Linked DNA regions of Drosophila melanogaster: all the other regions are linked to region 1. The links are chromatin contacts, called in public Hi-C and targeted proximity ligation maps. All regions are on one chromosome and are shown on one strand. The core of a region is the stretch at or near the end of the contact, and the rest is flanking DNA. Distances in the headings are between cores, read along the strand shown. Region 1 holds the start of CG7341. Region 2 holds the start of hid (head involution defective). Region 3 holds the start of lncRNA:CR45937 (long non-coding RNA:CR45937).

What was found. Hi-C and Micro-C count contacts between places; a contact is called where the count stands out from the background.
Region 2: a Hi-C map of the Kc167 cell line shows a contact between it and region 1, with 2.3 times the contacts expected there. A contact is called at or near these places in 1 of 107 Hi-C or Micro-C datasets (the Kc167 cell line) and 2 of 7 datasets of targeted methods (both in the Kc167 cell line).
Region 3: a contact with region 1 is called in a targeted proximity ligation map of the Kc167 cell line, with 4 times the contacts expected there. A contact is called at or near these places in 9 of 107 Hi-C or Micro-C datasets (the Kc167 cell line, central nervous system, embryo and 3 more) and 3 of 7 datasets of targeted methods (all in the Kc167 cell line).

What each region holds. Positions count from the first base shown.
Region 1 is chr3L:18,111,035-18,114,912 of dm6, forward strand. CG7341 reads left to right here and starts at 1,925. Exons shown (of 2, transcript NM_168763.2): 1 at 1,925-2,147. mus304 (mutagen-sensitive 304) reads left to right here. Exons shown (of 4, transcript NM_079411.4): 2 at 1-1,096; 3 at 1,170-1,349; 4 at 1,416-1,813. The coding sequence ends at 1,639. It overlaps CG32195, which reads left to right and starts at 1,925. Exons shown (of 4, transcript NM_168762.4): 1 at 1,925-2,147; 2 at 3,335-3,723; 3 at 3,789-3,878. The coding sequence starts at 3,392.
Region 2 is chr3L:18,183,646-18,187,554 of dm6, forward strand. hid (head involution defective) reads right to left here and starts at 1,996. Exons shown (of 4, transcript NM_079412.4): 1 at 1,147-1,996. The coding sequence starts at 1,477.
Region 3 is chr3L:18,233,094-18,236,643 of dm6, forward strand. It overlaps lncRNA:CR45937 (long non-coding RNA:CR45937), which reads right to left and starts at 1,667. Exons shown (of 1, transcript NR_133264.1): 1 at 1,153-1,667.

The DNA of each region.
Region 1 (3,878 bases), core at 675-3,174:
CAACTGCTACTTCATTACGCTCGGCTGCAGGCAAAGCCGGAATCTGTGGATAACCTCCTGCCAAGAATACTCTCGTCGGTCGGCAAGGTATTCACGGAGTTTGCTTCGTATGCTCAAAGTTTGGACTTTCCACACAACTGCATGCTGTATCCCTACAATCCCCACAACCTAGAGGAGGAAGTTCATCGCATTTCCCTGACCCATCAGAGCTGTTTGTATGATAACGAAAAGGCTGTTCCGCTGCGTCGCTTCATAGCTACCTTGGCTTTGATTTGCCGGCGAGAGGAAAGGATTTCTAGAGGTCTCACGGAGTGGAAAGAAAATGATCTGGGACTGCTAGATATGGCTATTGAAGCTATCACAAAACTAGGATTTTCCTACGAGGTCGGCCAACACTTTGGATTGCTGGAAGCCTTGACTTCACTCCTAAATAGCCTCCTACAAGAAAATGCCCTTCTTCAACATAACGAGGAGCTACTCTTCGATCTGCTTAAGCAGTTAGTTTTTACTCGTCCCAGTCCTTGGGTTTTTGCTGAGCTTAGCTCCTGCTTTTTAAGCTGCCTTAGACATCCCCAACTTATGGATAAAATGTGTGTGAATAGTCCCAAGGACTGCTTTGTATCGGATCGCGTTCGCTCCGTTTATCGATTTGGTCCCGACTCCTGTTTACTTCAGGTCTACGCGGGCCTACTCGAGCTATGCTTCTTTAGTGAAACTCCTCTGCGGCAGGACTACTTTCAGTTGCTGCTCAAGATCGGAGGAAATCATGTGCGATTCGCGTTCGAGTGCTTCAAAAACCCACCGGATTTCATACTTGAAATGCTGCCTTACTTTGCCGACGATGGCGACGAGGACTCCAGCGATGGTACTCTGATGAAAACAGGCACCAGTCTGAGCTTCAACTCCACAGGAGCTGTGCAGGGATCGGTCTCCAATGGATCGACATCAGCGTCTGTTTCGAACCCGAATCAAAATTCAAATTCAAGTACAACGCAGCGAGGAAAAGGCTGCGAGTGCTATGTAAAGTTGTGCCTCAGTGCGGTAACAATTGTCTTCCAGGTGATGCACCAATGGATGTTGCACAGCAGGAAAGCAGGTGCGTTTGAGCTAAAAAAAAATCATTTTCATATGATCAATGACACGAATCAATATTTGTGCTTTCTATTTAGGCACCGAAGAAGTTGGCGAGATCTCCCGCATCGCAGTGCACCTTCTGTCCCTTGTCTTTCACGAGTATTACCTCACCTGTCTGTTTCGCGACTCCGAGGAGACGACCAAGCATTACCTTAGCCTCATATGCAACTGGTGGAGCGAGCATGCGAACCTGCTTGGTTTTCAGTCAATACATTGTAAATGACCTAACAACATTCCATATTTTCCGTTGCTAACTTTTTAAATATTTTCCTGTCATTTAGTGCGTTTGTTAAACCAACTGGTTAAAGCCCATTTCATGCTGAAACCCCTTCATCTGGAGGCCAAGCCCAATAATCCAGTCAACGACCTCTCCGAATGGAAACGCATTGTCAAGAATGCGGATGACCAAAGGGCTGTGAAGTCGGCTGTGACAGTTGATCCCAGCAAATTACTCAACACCGACTTCTTTAGTGCCCTTAAACGGGAGGAGAACACTTTTGAGTAGTTATAGTTAGCTTAAACGTTTTAGTAATATATACATATAGGTGTGGCGTTAATTTATTGTGAAGTTTCAAATGCTATGTTAAGAATTGAAAAGGCTCGCTGCACAAATTTAGAGCTTAAAAAACGCATTCCAAAATACAAATATGTAATGCAGCGTTTAAAGAAACCGCTAAATAATCGATTTTTCATTTCGATATCAATTTACGAATCGATAATACAAAATATTTGTTGGTGGTTCAGCTTATCGTTTCGAAGGAACTTGATAAAACAGCTGATATGGCTCAATTTAACCAGTTCAGTTTGCATGGAACTAGTTTGTAAGCGCGATGCTTTTCTTAATTTTGTAAATATTTAGATGTTTTTCAGCATTTACATTTTAAACCCGTGCTTATTGTGTATAAAATAATGTATTCTGATTAAAAGTTCAACGTGCACTTATGGTGCTTACTGCAATAAGCGTGATTCAATGCAAATGCTTATATTTGTTGATTTAATAAACATTCGCAAAGGTGGGTTCAAATAAACAAATACTTCCTTCTCACAATAATAAGAAAGTATCATTGTAATATGATCATAGAACAAAACATCTAAGAACTTTTGTTTTTTTCGTTTCACATGCATATATTTTTAACATGCATTTCTGTATACATATATATATATGTATATATGTATATATGTATATAAATATATATATGTATGTATGTAAGATGTATGATGTATGATATACGTATGTATTATGATCCTTCCCCAATGTAATCAGAAATCATTCCTTCATATGATTATACCTGTACTCGCATATACAGAATATTAAATACATCTCTTTTTACCAGTTAAACGATTATTAAACTAAACTCTTATTTATTTATTTAGCCGTTTATTTATCTTAAATGATATTTATTTCCTTATCGTTATTTTCTTTTCATTATCTTTACTATATCATCTAAAGACTGCTTAATATAGTGAGGCATATTTTAAGGAATTCATTTGTAGAAGAGCCGAAAATTGCTGAGCCTGAAATGTAATCCTCAAAATTTTTCCGTGAGGCAATCTTATCTTTATCATCTTCAACTCAAGAATATCATCACGTTGCTCTTAGCATATCTATGAAGATTTTCCAATTATCTTAACAATGTCCCCGTGTGCAAAGTTTAATTTCGACAAACTTAACCGATGGCCACTCAATGGCTCCACTTAACTAATTTTTATAAATTATAATTTTATCAAGTGGTTCAGTTAAGCCGCCGACAATTCCGCTTTGTTTGGGGTGTGCTTACCAGAACACTTTATTATTTAATTCCGCAAAACGGATATTCTCTAGATCTACACGTAGAAAAGTTTCTTCATCAGATTAATTTTATTTTTATAAAATTATATTTTTAGAATTTTTTTCTTGTAAAATTGCGAATTTAAAAATTCTAAGACTATTTTACAACATCCAAAACGTTATCTGTTTTCTTCACAAAGGGGTTAAATTGCGTTTTAAATCGAAAAACCTAAGCGTATTTACAGCGTAAATTATGTATTACATGTGACTATTAAATAAGTGAATGAAACCATTTCACCAATGTTGAAATGTACAAGATGTGAAGAATCTGAAGTGAAAAGTAAATTGTTTTCTGTGCTGATCATGCGTGCAGTGATAACCGCAAAGCTTCCAGATATACTTTTTGTAATTCAGAGATAATTTCGTAACTAGTGCACCATACATGGGCTCAGTCGGTTGGCGAGGTCTCATCTGAAAAGTCGTATAACTATGGAGCGGGAAATTTACAGTGCGGAATACTTCGAGAGAGCTTTGGCGAGAGCTTATGGTTGTGAAATGCTTCGCGTTGAGAACTTTCACATCAAGGCGGTGAGCCAGAAGGGCGAGAACTTTTGCAGCGTCATCTACCGGGTGGCGTTGGTCTTTCGCAGGTCACCCGATGGCGCTCTCGAATCAGGAAAATATATTCTCAAGGATCTGCTGCCCGCCGCCGCTGCACTGGGCACCAACGAAAAGGATATGTTCGAGGTACTCCTGCCTGCCATGCAAGCCATTCTTGAAGAAGCTCCAAAGGAGATTGGCGAACACAAGCTGAGCGCAGAGTTAGTTTGTCAGCTTTCCCAAAAACTCTGGAAAATCCGATTGACATGTACTCTTTTTATTTAAGTTGCTTGCTAGTCGAGATATCTGCTGGAAAAGAGCTCTACATTCTGGAGGATCTGGGCGCCCTAGGATACGAATCCTTTGATCGTCGTCA
Region 2 (3,909 bases), core at 746-3,245, 73 kb after region 1:
TCTTTCTTAAAGCCATAGCACACTAAAAGTTTTATCAGCCTAGTTTAGATAATCATGACCGAAGGAAATTGATCTTAATGTGATTTATCGAGCTAGTTATCACCATTTCTACTTTATTTTCATTTATTTATAACATAAGTAGATTTTTGTCTCAATACAAAATTTTTTAATTTGTAAGATTCCCACTTTGGGAATTTGATCCAGTAATTCCCCACATGATTTTGAGTTTTTGCAGTTTTGTGACTTCGTTTATTAAGTTTGCTCTCTCCTCCAATCGAAACTTCTCAATTACTTCTCAATTTTCCCCTTTTTGAACTTGTTCGATTAATTTTTATTGAATTACCGTTTTTTCGGCTTCCTTTCGAATGTGGCCGAGAAATTTGCCTTCCGCTCTGCCTTTTACACTTTTTTTTTTGCTGATAAGCTGACAAAGTGCTGAATTGACCATATATAAAATAAAAAAAAAACTGGGTAAAAGTAAACAAAAACAACCTGGATGCAGTTGACGCAGTTACTCGAAACTGGATGAATCAACAACCTTGAAAAGTGAAACTTGCACAAGGGGAACTGAAGCAGTTAACAAATAACGTCACAACTTGGCTAATTGCTGACCCATTTTAAAATGAGGGAAACCCTCCGGCTGTCCAGAAACTTTCTTAAACTAAACTAAATGATATTAAAAGCGGTAATCAAAAATATGAAACCTTTAAAGTCGCTTGTATAGAAAAAAATTGTTCGCCATTTTTTATTGATCAAATCTATTAGTTTGAAAATATCTTCAAACATTTAAAATGCTGTTTTTTCGAAAGAAATAAATTTACTATTCTTTAAGCAATTTCAAGTTAATAACATTTTTTGTTTACTTTTACAAGGAGATCCTATGAAAATCCTTCTTGTTAATAGCAAAACAAGTGGGCTTAAATAAAGTGTTGGTTATAAGCATTTTAGAAAATATATTACCAACATGCGTAAGCAGTTATTCTGTGTGGGAACTTCTTAAACATTTCGCAATTAATAACCGTATATGAATCGAAACTTATTTTTGTATCTGCAAATGTATTTGAGGTAAACTAAATGGATATCCTGATTAACCCACACAATTTCAAAGTTCTTAAGAGTGGAGAATTGAGATCTTTGTAGACTTACCACTCTGCTGGCTCTGGTACATCCTGACCCACTCGTAGAGGGCGTATAGCACTTGGTCGGTGGGCAGTGGAGACTGCATCGGCGTCTGCGTGGCCGACGAGGTGGTGGTGTTCGGCGATTGCGAGGCGGCGCTGCTGGCGCCGTCCGACGATGCGGAGGACGAAGATGAGGCCGAGGAGGCGGAGGCCGAGGACACGCCCGAGGAGGAGACGGACGAGGATGCGCTCGAGGGAAGTGGGTGGTTGTGGGGGGAGGAGTTGCCCGAGGCTCCCGATGAACTCGACGCTACGTCATCGGCGCCGCCCTCGGGCAAATAAAAGGGCACGGCCATTGTGTGGGTGTGTGTGTGTGCTGGCTTCCTTTTTGTCCTTATCCGCTTCCTTCCTTCCTGCACTTTGTTGGCACTTTGCTCTTCTTGTGATTGTTCTTCGCTGCTTTGTTTTGCTTTTTATTTTGTGTACAACTTTTGGTTAGAGTTCACTTTAATTGATTTTGTATTTCTTGTGCAAGATTTTGAATATTAGAAACTTTTTCATTTTTCGTGCAGTTTTTTCTTATGATTTGTTTTTTATCTTTCCTGATTTGTCAAACAACACTCAAGTCAAGTTTTTGCTCGGTTAGTTAGTTTTTCGGATTCTTCTGCGTTTTTCATCAACCCTTTTCGTGTTTAGAACTGATTTAAAAACACAAAACTGTTCACGATGGATTTCGTTTTTTATTTTTTGTTATTTTTTTATTCTTTGCTTTTGCTGTTGTCAATTATGGAAGAGCACTTAAAACGTGTCGCAGACTCAAAGAAAGAGGGCAGGAAACACGTCTTACTGGCTCCGCGGCTAAAAATGAACTGTTCGCACTGGGGCCTCAAACTACGGCAACAGAGCCTCTACCGCGACGTCGGCAGAGCGGCAGCGTAGGCGCGCAGCCAGTGCAATCGCAATCTCTCTCGCTCCCTCTCCTGCACATGCACGTGCATGAAGGAGGCACACTTGAGAGAAAAAAAATATTTTAAAAAATCCCGCTCTTTACCTACCCTGTAATAGCTGAGTGAGGAAGAGTATACTCGGACCATGAATTGCGTCTACATAAATGCATCAAGGAGCATAGTTAACATATCTAGATTTTAAGGTTGTAAAAATTTAATTGATTGGCTTTCGCATACTGAAAAAACTGAAATATTGTACCAGCGCACTAATTGCTGAAGTAACACTATTTTATAACTCATATTTACTTACAACATAAAGTACATATTTAGATGCACAAACAATGTGAAGGGTATGTCTCAGTTGGTACTCTTACAAAACGTTCTTTCTCGTTTCAACTAAGAGTGTGTGGGCAGGCTGTGTACGCGTGTATGTGTGGGTACACAAAGATCTTGTCGAGCAGGTAAATTCAGAAGAAGAAGAAAACTCATCAGAAGTAGCGAAGAGGCAGTATATCCGACTGCGCTGCCTAGCGAACGCTAAAGCAAAACAAAAACTGCAATTGTACAACACTCTTTGCTTGTGGTTTTCGTTATTGCACTTTGCTCTTGCTTTCGGTTTTGATTTGTATTTGTTTAAACAAGAGAGCGGAGGGAGAGCAAGCGTTCTTAAGAGGCCAAAAAACCGGAGTAGAAAGAGTATGATAAATGGGAGTATATTCTATGAGCGGATTAAATGAGTTAAAAAGGTAGTAGAAAAAAGGGAGTTTTTAGACAAAGCTTGATTACTTTCTCACATTTTAAAATATTTTGAGAAGGGAAGTTCACAATTTTATAATGTTCAATACTTTTTTTTTGAATATAAATTTGAAAAATAGCAACATGATTAACAAAGGATCCAACTTGCTTAGCTCAGGTTTTACTGGCTAAATGAATGTACATATGTATGTATGTATGTACATTTATGCAGAGAATGATTAGCTAGTTTATTGTATTTAATAAAATAAATTAAATTGTTTTATATTTTGGGTATTCAAGCAATGTAATAAAGACTATTTAGTTGGCGTTCATTCACATTAAACATTTCAAACGTGTTTTTGAATATACGATAAGGAGTTTAGCTAATTACATTTCCGATTTGGATGTTGGCTATATTTAATCAATTTCACCATATATCAAAAATTGACTGTGCAACATGAAAAACCTGTTTTCGCTCTTACTCTTGTCTTCCTCTGCATCTTCCCCTCTCCCTCCCACACATTATACAAACAGGCTTTTTCCTCTCCTTTTCTCTCTCTCTCTCTCTCTCTCTATTTCCTTCTCTGTCATTCCCAACTTTGCGCGCGAAAACGCTTGAAAAAAATTACGAAATACGCGTAAAACAATTCTTGGCTTTTAATTTAAATTTTACGGCAAATAATTCTCGTAACTGGCATTACTTTAGATCCATTTATTAGCTTTGTATCTATGTAGCTCTAGTAGCTCTCTTAATAATGTGGTATTATAAAATGTTCGCAATATAATTTAAAACAAATTAGATTCTAGACCTAAAACTAGTTTAATAGCCCATATTTCAAAATAAAAGAGGCCCGTCGAAAATTCTGAAGAAAATGCACTTGCATTTAATCTAGTTTTATTATACTTGTTCATATCCCTTAAATGATTACCTTAAATTTTTAAAATCAAAAATGATTTTAGCCCTACCTGACACCTTTTTTGTTTTCACCCAAAAACTCTCTTTATTTAATAAACTAAGATTGAGGTCAAAAATATGCCGATAAAGTGCGATAACACGTAAGCTAAACGACTCGACGACAAATGTATGTACGTAAGTATGTATGGAT
Region 3 (3,550 bases), core at 417-2,916, 120 kb after region 1:
GTTTTTATTTTTTTTTTAATTTAAGATATATTTTTTCTTTCTTGCTCCGTAGTTTTGAAAGTTTTGTAACATCGTAAAAGAAGTACATCTCTTATTTGCTGACTAACCGTCGATTGGCCCCATTTTTTATAATATTTTAAAATTTCTACCGTCAAGGGAATTAAGGACCTTCAAACTATTCCCATCACCGAGTACCTTTCGATCGACCCTCTCTGCTACGAATCAGCGAGGGTTCCTCGCAGTTGCAGCCTGAGTTTCTGTGGCTCCAAGAAGAACTTGCAAATTGACGTCGTGGGGCGATCGTGTGGACCCTTCAAGAAACAAGTAACGTTGCCTGGTTTTCTTCTCGTTCTCCTCCTTTCGGCTATTCCCTTCTTCGTCGGCCTTCTCCTTTCCGCTTCTGCTGTGAAATTAATTCAGCCAGAAAGAGACACGAAGAGAAAGAGAAAGGGAGACGGATCGAGGGTCCGTTTGGGGTTATTACACTCTCCCCAGTGGAAACGCAGCCTTTTCTTTATTCCACCTTGTCCGCACGCCGCTCAGTCCTTTTTCAGGTTTTATGGCACCCAACATACATAGGAAGGACTATAAATCCCCAGTAGGAGCATCATTTTGGCGCGCTTTTTTCTCGTTGACAAAAAAAAAAGGGGAGAAAAAACCAAATAAAAAAACCGGTAGAGAGACTCTGGTCGCCTCACTTGCGGAAAATTGTGGCCGTGCTAAAGGTTCCGCCACCAAAGTTCCTTATCAACTGACACATGTGTTGAAGGTACTTAATTGACCATTAATTAAGGGTTCCTTAATTGCCCGACCGCGGATAGTTGTTGAAATCGATCAGGCAATATTTTTATTATCCAACACTTGCATTTAAATAACGGATATTTGTATAAATTGCTTGTTATGTTCATATTCACTAATTTCACAATTATACACTAAAAGATTATGCTCATATTTTAAATTTTTAAATGTCTTCTAATATGTATCTAGTGTAAGTTCTTTGGTAGACATTTGATAAGCCTAAGTTAAGATCTTCCTAAATATACATATGTATTTAAATATTTCCAAGATAAATAATTCTGAAGCCAAGTTCCTCGTGATAGCAGTATTTCGTGGCAGCTTGAAATTTGTTTTGATATCTGGCTCTCTGATTTTCCACCTGCTGCACGGCAACACTGGTCGGTCGCTCCGTCTCTTTGCTGCTCTTTGCGTCTCTTCGTCGATGTAAGACTGCATTTCTCTGAAAATGTCGTGCTCTTTGGAGATCTGTGAGCAGCAAATCTTCTGGATTCTCCGCTCTTTGATTAAGTTGACCAGTTTTCTTTTTTGATTTTGTTGTTCTTCTCGATCTTCTACACACGCCACACCACCACCAGCGCAGTGGCTACGCCTACTACAGGCTCCTCCGGTTTTATCGGTTTGTTTTGTTCAACTGATTCTCGCCGATCCAGCGGTACAGTAGTCTCCCGCCAAAATTCAGTGGCGCGCTCTTTTTGTGCGTTGATCTTTTACGTTTTTGTTTTGATTTCAAAATTCTTGTAGTAAGTTGTGGGGCCCGTCTGGTGGGTTTCCACCGATTTCGGATTTCCACTGACCGAACAAACCGCTCCAACCGAACCGGACCGACCGAAGAACCAGGCAAGCGATCATGACTGCGGGGATCCGATCATATCGGATCGGGGATAGCATGAAGGTAGGTGCTCTCCTCCTTAGGTTCTTTCCATTCTCTGGCTCTCCGCAGTTTCGTTTTCAATTAGGCTTAATCAAGCAAACGATCGATCATATTGACTTGTTTTGGGGACTTGAGGTGTGCGTTTTGGCTTTTCTTCATCTTTTTTTTTTTTTTTGTTTTTTTGCCTGCCTGGGTTATTGCTCGCTTTTCATTTCCCTGTTCTGGTTTCTGAACTTTTTTTTTTGTGGTGTGTGCTTTAGTAGTTTTGCATAAAAACTGTTGATTAACTGCCGCCTGAGGGACTCAGCTGCTGGTTTTGCTTACCACTTCGTTTCTCGACTTTTTTCGCTGGTTTCATTTCAGTTCCGATCCATTTTGAGTGCCCGCCCCAAGGGTTAAATCAAGGTTTTAGTAGGGCCTGCTTCGTTGGGCGTTGCTTATATTGGTTTAATTTGTGCCCCGGTTTTGGCAATATTTCTTAAAAATCGTAGGGTAATATGATTTGATTTGTATGCAGCGGAATGAATATACTAGAGTTTATGGTATTGCGCAATAATTTAACAAGAAGTACAGTACGGACTGCAAAAAGTATTGGAAACAAAAAAGGAAAATAATATTGGTACTGCTCGGTAAATTCAGTTTTCAATTTAAATAAAGATGTTTTTATTTTCTTTTGATTTAAGCATCAACGTCTTCGCATTAGTTATCCTAAGTATAGGTTTTCACCAATTAGAGTGCCTACTGTATTAAGCCGCTCCCATTATTCGGAGCCTAGAACATTAGGCCCACTTCCTACCCTTTTTACAAACGCCAGATGGCTTTTACTTTTAAGCGAACTTCGGCTAATGACCGCCAGAGGGCTTTCCATTCGATCACGTTCGCTTATGGTTTTTACCCACAACCCAGGAAAAGCAAACGGAATCAGTTAGCAGTTATTGGATGTGGGTTCTACCAAAGTGTGTCATTTCTTCGGCTCTAAGACCGAAGTGCCAGCCCCTTTGGCCCCCCCCGCCCCAAAAAAAAAAGAAACCGTTGAGCCGCAGTGTAAGTGTAAATTACATCCACGGTAGCTGCAGAAGGCAGCCAAACCACTCGGACAGCGGCGGGCATTATCATTATGTTTATTACACACGCAGACAGGCACCAACTCCTCGGCAGCAGGCCTACACTTAAAACAATTAACCTAAATATGATTGAAAATTAAATCTTTTCTGTCACTTTAAAGGGCTTTCGCAGCAAATAGTATGCTTAAATTGAAGAATGTGTCAAAAAGTGTATTGTTGCTAGTTGTCAACCCAATGTGCGCCATATTTGTAGGGAAGTAGGATAGAGGTGACTTCTCTCAGTGCATTAGCAGCGGGAGCAGCTCATATAGCGCACCACTCCGATCCGATCATAATCAGGCAGTCAGGCACTTGAGTCCGTCCAAGGGTATGGGGGCGAGTCTCGACAAGTTGCTGCCTGCACGGCTTGATCGCGACTTGGGTTTGGCTCTACTATATCCCCACCACACATCCCTGCCCCCATGAATTCCCCCTCACCATTCCTTCGATCGCATCACGTTTGGATGCTGCTCGGCCCGCATTTAAAGGTTGCTTGCCATCTCGCTCCTGCCACACCTGCGGTCAAGATGATAGAGCAAAGTAAATTTAAATTATTTAATTGTGCTATTTCAATTTGCTTATTAGTAGAGTAGAGCCCTTAAAAACATATGTATAATGTGTAGCATTAATAGTTCAATATATTCGTATAATATAAAAGTTTTAAATAATTTCAATTTGAAATAAAAAAATTGGAATAAAAATCCTCTTAACAAATATTTATAAAAGTGATCAAATGCGCGTTTTGGACAGAAGGACTTGCCTGTATTCCCTAATATCT